Regions from separate parts of the Mus musculus genome. Here regions 1 and 3 are each linked to region 2. Evidence: chromatin contacts called from public HiChIP or PLAC-seq and capture Hi-C data. All regions are on one chromosome and are shown on one strand. Each heading gives the region's core, a stretch centred on a gene start, on an enhancer-like site or on the middle of the called end of the contact. The rest is flanking DNA. Distances are from core to core; before and after follow the strand shown.

Region 1 (2,700 bases), core at 58-2,557, 1.1 Mb after region 2:
ATAAACTACTTTATGACCTAGGAGAAGTGGTAGTTGATTGCAGTGGCTTCCACCTGTAATCCCAGCATGCGGGGGTGGGGGTTGGGGGTGGGGGCAGGGGGTTGGAGGCAGAAGGACAAGGAGTTCAGGGCTATCCTCCCTAGACAGCAAGTTTGAAGCCAGCTTAGACTGCAGGAGATCCCACCTCAAATAGAGGCTATGAAACACATAAAGAAATACACTCGTGGGGATTAGGAGTACTACAAAATAAACAGAACAAGACTTTTGGGGTCAAGGAGTAAGGCTGAGATCTGGCAAGCCCTCCCCACTCCCAAGGGACTTAAAAACCTAAGTAACTATATTTGCAGATAACCAGTGTTAGCATTTCTTGCACTTTCTTCCACAGATATCCTAATGTACATGCATGCTAATATATACATTCTTTAGATGTATGGTAATATACAGGACCCACAACTGGTTTGGAAACAAAAGCGAAATATATTCTCATAAGTTTGTGTACTTTTGAGTACTTGAGTACTTTTCTTAACACACAGTGCTAAGCCTTCATTTCGAGTTTCTAGTCATTGGCCATACTATCTCATCTAATCTCCCTAAAATTTTTACAAACTAGGGCAACTGACACTGATAATTCTTGATCAACAGTGTACGAGGCTAATGCTCACATCATTGACTATTTTGTGCGAGGCCTCAGGGCTACATGTAACTGTACTGAACTAAGAATCCAAAGCCCAAGCACTCTCCCGTCGCCATTCTTTGGCGCTGTAATTCTCGCCACGGCCCTTCTGTGTCCAGCAACTGGTTGCCCTGTGATTGTTTAAAACGCTCAACTTGAACGCAGCCATCAGAAACACACTACGGGATGGAGAGTGAGCAGAGGGAGGATTTCTGCCAGAAGATCTCCGTTAAGCAGGAGTCTCGACCCAGAGCAGAGTTCACCGGCTTGGGGCTGTAGGAGACGGATCCTGAACGGACAGTGTTATCAAACCATGCGTGGGTCTCCCCACTGACTGACAGGCGGGACTTGGGGGATCATTCCTGCAAGGGGGAAAGATCGACGACTCCAGCCGTGAGGAGGATACGACCCTCCCAGGGAGCTTAGCAATCTCTGCCCTCTCCGGATGCCTTTACTCACCTTCTTGATGTTGGATTTGGACGCAGGATGGAAGTCCTTCTTACACATGAAATTGGCGAATGACTTCCCCATCTTGGCGTCTGAGTCGGAGAAGCCAACCGCTAGGTCTTCTCGGAACGTAAACAAACTCCCGGAGCTTCACCGGAACTGCTAGGCAAGTTTGGGCGAGAACTTCCGAGGTCGGGAGGATGACTACTTCCGTGGTTTGACGCTTGGCACCGCCCCTCTTGCTCTCTTCCGGCAGTCGCTTCTGGTGGCTGCCGCGGCTTTGGCGGCGTCCGCGCGTGCGCAGCAGAGGTAAGCTTGGGGAACCCCCTGTGCGCGATGCTCGCTCTCTGCGGGGTCGCGAGCGGCGGCGGGCTCTGCTGCGTCAGCTTCGATCCGAGCGCGGTCAGCCCGAACAAGCGAGGTCTCGAGGTTCGAGCCCAGCACTTTCTGGCAACGCCGACTCCAGTTGCAAAAAAATTTTCTTTTGCCGCGCAGTTCCCATGTAGATTAAGTTGTCTCCCGGCAACTGTAGGACGTTTGTGAGCCTCGGAAGATTGGTGTTACCAAAAGCACGGGAATAGACTGTTAGAAGCTCAAGAACCTAGGCTCTTCCTTTCCAATTACTGTTAAGGTTTAATAATAATTATAATAATAATAATAATATTATTATTATTATTATTATCATTATGTATACCTCGCCATGTAGCATTGGTTGCCCTTGAACTAACAGATCCGTCTGCCTTTGCCTTCCCAGGCCTGGGATTAAAGGCCTGCGCCACTACACCCAGCTCCCTTCCGTTATTTCTAGCCATGCAGAAGTTTGCTCAGCAAACATCGTGAATGATGAGAACATGTTAGGGCCAACGACTTTCTCCCTGGGTGCGGGTTTCTTAGCTGTTGCCGCCATCCCAGTTTCGGGTAAGCAAGGCTTAGTCCACTGAGGATAGTCACTTAGTCTGGTGAGGATAAGAATGCCAAGGTACAACGGATGTCAGCTTTCATTTGGGTGTTGGCTGTGTGCCAGTTTTTTGTTTTTTTATCTTGTGTTATTCGTGGCGCGGTCCACGTAACGCTCAATCTTCAATTACAGGCATGCACCACCAAGCTGGGTTTTCACCTTCTAGGTGGTGTTTTAATAATTATTTACTTATTTATTTTAATACTGACGGGCCTGGAAAAAAGGAGAATTAATAGCCTGCCTAAATTATGTGTTGGAGTAGCTAACTTTGGAGCACAGTAAGCAGGAGATCAAGAAATTTAGAGGGGCGACACAAAAGAAAAACTGGTACGTCTTCCCATCTTTGAGATGGAGAAGACCCTTTACTTGTTCCATGGTGAACTTGTTTCTTGAGTCATTTTGAGACATAGGCTAGCTTTAAACTCTAGCTCATCCTGCCGAGTCCTGAGATTGCAGGTGGGCTATCATATCCTGCTTTGCTTTCCTTTCAATAAAACATTTATTGTATTTATATTTTTTATTTTGTTTTAAAATATTTAGGATGCTCCCATATAAAACTATGCTAAGAATTGGTTCTTCCTGTTTGTTTTTTTTCAGGGTTTCTCTGTGTAGCTCTGGGTGT
Region 2 (2,700 bases), core at 101-2,600:
ATCTTTCCCAGACTCCCTTGCCGGAACAGGAAGGCCCGACCACTGGGACAGTGGGAACATTTGAGCTGATGAGCTCGAAAGACCTGGCGTACCAGATGACAACCTACGATTGGGAACTCTTCAACTGTGTGCATGAGGTAAGACGCCCAGCAAGGAGCGTCCATGGGCTCCATAGGATTCTGAGTGAAGCCTGCTGGCCTGACGCCACTCATGTTTCCGTGTGCTACCATATGGAAACCACATGATGGGTTTTGTGCATGCTGAGCTTATAAAACCCGTAAGTATTAAAGAAAAAAAAAATCTCTGTGATGCTATGCTATGTCTTCCAGAGTCTATTAAGCCAATAACACCTAGTTTATATTTATATATTCCACAAGCTTCATGAAAGCCCTTCAAATCTATATGACAAGGTACATCCGGGTTAGCGATTGAATTCACATCTGCTGCTTGATAGAACACTTTCCTGACAAACGGAGGAGCCAGGCTGGCGTTTTGATTTAAAAGCCAACAAATAAGTAAAATTGTTTTCCTTTCTGTTCTAGCTGGAGCTAATCTACCACACATTTGGAAGGCATAATTTTAAAAAGACCACGGCAAACTTGGATTTGTTCCTGAGGAGGTTTAATGAAATTCAGTTTTGGGTTGTCACTGAGGTCTGCCTTTGTTCCCAGCTCAGCAAACGTGTTCAGCTTTTGAAAAAATTTATCAAGATAGCGGCTCAGTAAGTGTCTTTAACTTTGGAGAAAGAATAAAAATGTCCCTGAACTCTGTTCTCATGGAAAACACCTTACAAAGAGAAACGGGTGTAAGAACAACCAGCAGTTGAATTCTTGAAAGAGAAGAATGTCTTCTAGCTTTTTAATAGTTAACATCAATATATAAATTAACATCTTGTAGTACTGATGCTGGAGTCAAAGGGGGGGGTGTGTTTTGCTCTGAACTCTTCAGATTTCCCCCACCCCCACCCCCCTTTGAAGAATGCTATTGAAGTCAACAAAAGTTCCTTTAGAAACTTTGGTTGCAAGGCTCTGGAAGCCGATGTGGCACATAACACGTTCTCACCAGTAGAGGGCAGTAGAACATGCTGGAACAACAGCTCACAGCTCAGGCAGAATAAAATCAGTAAAACGCATACAGGCCAGCTAACCTGGCACTAGGAAATCATCTCCATGCACATCAGAGAAAGCAAACATCTTATAAATATTCTATTTAAAAGCACTTCTTGGGAAACAATTTATTTACTGCAGGGGCCAGTTAGGTTTCTCCCTGACATGAATTTAATCTTCTCCTGCTATTTAGATATGCTTGACAACCTCCTGTTTACTTCCATGTTTTTGGTATCACCACAGTGCTAAAAATAAAAAAGCTAAATGTGGCTTGTGCTGCGAGACTCCTTCCCTTTCTAAATGCAGAGCCCGAGCTCGGGGAGGTTAGGAGAATGAGCGACCCCAGCCAGGCGTTTTCTTGAGCCAAACAGTTCAGATCCCACACACTCTCTTGATTTCCAGAGCTAAACAAAGAAGGGAAAGCGGCTTGGTGTTTTATAGAAGCCAGCTTGCCAAATGCCTTGAGTTGTTTTGCCAGATTTCGAGGAGACAATAGAATACCAGATCCTTTGAATCCAGGAGCTGCTTGCCTTGCCTTTTGGGAAAGCTGGCTGTTTGAAGACAGGTTTGGTGCGGCCACTTTCCCTAGCGGCGCGGTCAGGCGGCCTCTGTGCAGTGAGCAGATGCCTTCATGTGTTTGGAATGAGTGGCTTATGGAAACTATGACAGGGTGAGCTTTCCCATCATAGAGAGCTTGTTCTCTCTTCACCTTAGCCTGCTGGTGCCAAGTGCAGCAGGAAGGAAGAGAGGACCTGCCTGTCAGTTTACAACAGAGCAGGCAACACAGAAAAGGCTCTCAAAACACCCAGGAGTTTGTTTTGTTTGTTTGTTTCTGCCTTTGTAATGTATCCCCTATCTTCCTGACTCTCTGTATTATACAGGTAGACTTGGCCTTTCCTGCAAATCAGCTGACTATTTAGCCATATTCAGCCCTGTGCTGAGGCTGCTGTCCCGCCATGAACCTGTTCACTCAACCCAGTTAGTACAGACTCTAGGCTTTCCTAACCCTGAGTCTACAGGAATAGACAGAAGCCTCTAGACCAGTGGTTTTCAGCCTTTGGGTCTCGATCCGTTTGGGGGTCACATATCAGGAATCTTGCGTATCAGATATTTACATTACAATTCATACAATGATTGTTGTGAAGTAGCAACAGAATAACGTTATGGTCGGAGGTCCCCACAACGTGAGGAACTGTATTAAAGGGTCACAGCATTAGGAAGGTTGAGAGCCACTGAGGTAGACAATAGCATCTGTTTTGCTTGCTGTCTTTAGAAAAGCTGCAGCATTTTCTTTTAAGTTCTTGGCCCAGTCTGGAGCTTAGCAAAATTAAAGAGGCAAAGCTGGGGTAGGTGCTTTAGTCCTGTATTCACAGGAGAAAAAACCGAGACAGGAAGTCATCTCCTGGCTTGCCTTGAATGATAAGCAAAGCTGCAAATGGAGCAGGTCTGCCGCTCTGGATTTATTATCTCCAAGTCACCCACACAAGGCAAAGGCCAGTGATGCAGGTGGAGATGCCGGCCCTTGTTCTGGGAGCCACTACCCTAGCATTGTGACATCCTTGCTTGCTTTCTCGTGTGTGAGCCGATCCACCAT
Region 3 (2,875 bases), core at 323-2,822, 1.2 Mb after region 2:
TCTCGGTGCAGAGAATTCTTCCCTCTCTACAGCCTGTGTACACTGTGGGAGTAGCAGAATGATATACAGCCAACTGTTACTGAGCACCAGGTATGCGCTGTTTTCTCTGATGTTTGTGTATGGATTGTTGTAAGCACTGTACACTGGACGAAGGCAGTGCAGAGGGCTTCAATAACCCATCCATGGCCTCACAGAGGAAGCGCCCAAGTCAGTATCCAAACCTGTGTGTGTGTGTTTGTGTATGGTGTGTATGTACATGTGTGTGAGCACATGTATGTGTGTGTGTGTGTGTGTATGTGCATGTATGTTTGTATATGGTATATATGTATGGTGTGTGTGTGGAGTGTGTGCATGTGTGTGTACATATACACATTTGTGTATGGTGTGGTGTGTTTGTACATGTGTGTATGTGTGCGTGCATGTATGGTTGTATATGGTATGTGTGTATAGTATGTGTGTGTGCATGTGTGTGTATGCACGTACACATTTGTATATGGTGTATGTACATGTGTATATGTAGTATGTGTGTGTGTGGAGTGTGTGTATATATGTATGTGTGTGCACATGCATTTGTATATGGTATCTGTGTACATGTATATGCGTAATTGTGTATGGAGTATGTGCATGTGTGTTTGTGTATGCACAGAGCATCCTGACTCTGTGGACTCTCGATTGGGTGGCTTTCCTTTGCAACAGGAACAGGAACAGGGCAGGGAGGACTTTCACCACTGCACGGTGTGTCTACATGTTTGTAGCATGCCATTTGATGGATGTTAAATTGCCCCTCTGAGAGATGACAGTGACAGGACTGAATGACTTCTAAGAAGGGAGGACACATGGCCTAGTTTGCTGGGGTAGCCTCAGTGGCTACCTGCTGGGCCATGGAAGCTTACCATCGCTTTCCACCCTGAAGTATCCCACTGCAGATGTGAGCTTTAGGGCTGCCCGATCTAGAAGGTTCTTTTTGACTCTTAATCTCTGTGAGTTCAGATTGGACATAATTGACTGGTAACATGAGAGTGACGACTAAACGTGTCTACAGGACCTGGATTGCCTAGAGACAAACCTCAGGGCATGGCTGTCAAGTTTCTAGATAGTTTTGATTAAGGTGGGAAGATCTACCCTACCATCCCAAGGTCTGGGCTTCCCAGACTGAATAGGAAGGAGAAAGCAAGCTGAGAACCAGGATCTGTTCTCTGTGCTTCCAGACTGCAGATACAATGTAACCAGCCTGCGGTGCTTCCTGTGCCACGATGGACCAACCACATCCTCCAGCCGCGGGTGTAGAGTGATGACGGAGGATGATGGAGTTGGTTCCCTGCTGGTGCTCGCGTCCTATAAAAGCCAATCCCTTACGAGCTGATTGCCTTCCATTAAATTTGGGGTCGCTGCATTCATGCTCGCCTCCTGCTGCACACGGCTTCCTTGCTCTGGAAAGTCAGCCGAGTGCTTCACCCTGTCTAACACGTGTTGATGTTGTTAGACGATTCCTCACTCTGTACACACACAGCACAGGGTTAGAGAAATGACTTTGAACAAAGAGATGAGGCCAGGTCTTATGTGCTCATCTGCTGTGCTGTGCGGAGGCGTGCGCATGCAAGGCACACGTGCACCACAGATGACTCAGGAAGCTCTCAGCATTCCTGAGCTCCCAGAGGCTCTCCCAGATCTGTCTCTCCCTCTTCCATCGCTTCCAGGATCCATTTTACTAAGATGCAGTCTCAGTTAAAGACAAGCACCGAGCGATCCTGAGGTGTGATGAATAATGAATATTTATGTCCTTAAAAGGGTTTTGTTGTTGTTGTTTTTGAGTTTGTCTTTACTACCACAGAATAAAACAGGAGGCAGACATTAACTTTTTTGTTTATACGTACACAGACAAGAAAGCCACAAGTCGACACTGTATCATTCTGCTTTTTATTCATTGTCTGGATAATTTACAAACATGCAGGTGTCTATGGTAGATTCTACCCTACCATTTAACTACCCTGATGACACAGATGTCTGTGTCTGTTTACACAGTGCAGTGGTATGAAAAAATTCCTCTACAGCTCCTGCCTATGAACAGGGAAAGTTAAATTTCATACCAAAAGTTTGAGGAGACTTCAATAATCACCCTGTTTCTGGTACTAAAATAACAAAATCGATATTACAAGTTAAAATATAAAGGCCTAACAGTTTTTACAAATATGCAACAAATCCACTACTTAGACATAACAAGTCAATTCTTTTCAGATCACCAGTAAGGCACCATTGGGTTAAATATTTTCTCAGCTTTCAGTAAATAAAATGCATAGTGAAATAGACACAGAACACTGAATTTTAATACTGCAATATATTTCCATATAAAATGATTTGCAAATGTTAAAATACTGCATTGCATCTTAAATACACATAACTGGAAATATTATGGAAAAACATACATGTAAGCTTTGATTTCAGGGAAGAAAATAGACTTTTTTTTTTTAAATGATTTACCATAGGTTAAGCTAAACCCAGAACTTCTCAAGAGTTTTAAATGCAATTGGGTCACTGACTTCCAAAGATAGGATGTAGGTGTATTAATGAAACATTCTTTGCAAAATGCATTCTAAACCTTCTTTATTATGAATGGCAACTTTGAGCTGTGACCCGTCCCTGACTTAGAAATGTACCTGAAAACTGAGATTTATTTACCAGAACTTGTCCAATTTTCACTATCCCTTAAAAAACTGAGACCCACAATCTTTGAGTCCAACCTTTCTCTTCCATACACAGCACAAGGAAGGACCAATTCGACTTTCAGTAAAGTAGGTCATTGAGCGTCTATGAAAAGGATGTTTATCCTAGTGAATATCAGATCAAAGAATTCGAAATACATTTTAAAATGTTAGGA

The links. HiChIP or PLAC-seq counts read pairs in DNA pulled down with a chosen protein or histone mark. Capture Hi-C pulls out chosen DNA fragments and counts their contacts.
Region 1: an H3K4me3 HiChIP or PLAC-seq map of stem cell-derived neural progenitor cells shows a contact between it and region 2, with 6 times the contacts expected there. The contact joins the promoter of Cir1 here to the enhancer-like site in region 2. A contact is called at or near these places in 5 of 39 promoter capture datasets (cranial neural crest, frontonasal cranial neural crest, maxillary cranial neural crest and 2 more) and 10 of 115 datasets of contacts at active chromatin or transcription factors (embryonic forebrain, embryonic hindbrain, embryonic limb bud and 4 more).
Region 3: a capture Hi-C map of embryonic stem cells shows a contact between it and region 2, with 13 times the contacts expected there. The contact joins two enhancer-like sites. A contact is called at or near these places in 5 of 39 promoter capture datasets (the HPC-7 cell line, cranial neural crest, frontonasal cranial neural crest and 2 more), 3 of 484 Hi-C or Micro-C datasets (embryonic stem cells, pre-B cells and pro-B cells), 1 of 115 datasets of contacts at active chromatin or transcription factors (embryonic stem cells) and 1 of 9 other capture datasets (embryonic stem cells).

What each region holds. Positions count from the first base shown.
Region 1 is chr2:73,311,285-73,313,984 of GRCm38.p6, forward strand. Cir1 (corepressor interacting with RBPJ, 1) reads right to left here and starts at 1,308. Exons shown (of 10, transcript NM_025854.3): 1 at 1,133-1,308. The coding sequence starts at 1,204. Scrn3 (secernin 3) reads left to right here and starts at 1,368. Exons shown (of 8, transcript NM_029022.1): 1 at 1,368-1,429.
Region 2 is chr2:72,234,066-72,236,765 of GRCm38.p6, forward strand. It overlaps Rapgef4 (Rap guanine nucleotide exchange factor (GEF) 4), which reads left to right. Exons shown (of 31, transcript NM_001204165.1): 24 at 12-137; 25 at 543-721. Among named protein-coding and RNA genes, the nearest start is that of Map3k20, 50 kb to the right of the region's middle. Within about 2 kb of position 1,351, at least 65 of the 459 cell types and tissues checked have an H3K27ac peak or open chromatin away from gene starts, as enhancers often do. A contact at or near this core is called in stem cell-derived neural progenitor cells, where this site is marked.
Region 3 is chr2:73,427,714-73,430,588 of GRCm38.p6, forward strand. Wipf1 (WAS/WASL interacting protein family, member 1) reads right to left here. Exons shown (of 8, transcript NM_153138.4): 8 at 1,897-2,875. It overlaps Gm13707 (a long non-coding RNA gene), which reads left to right. Exons shown (of 9, transcript XR_866430.3): 8 at 1-90; 9 at 1,209-2,875. Among named protein-coding and RNA genes, the nearest start is that of Gm13707, 42 kb to the left of the region's middle. Within about 2 kb of position 1,573, at least 72 of the 459 cell types and tissues checked have an H3K27ac peak or open chromatin away from gene starts, as enhancers often do.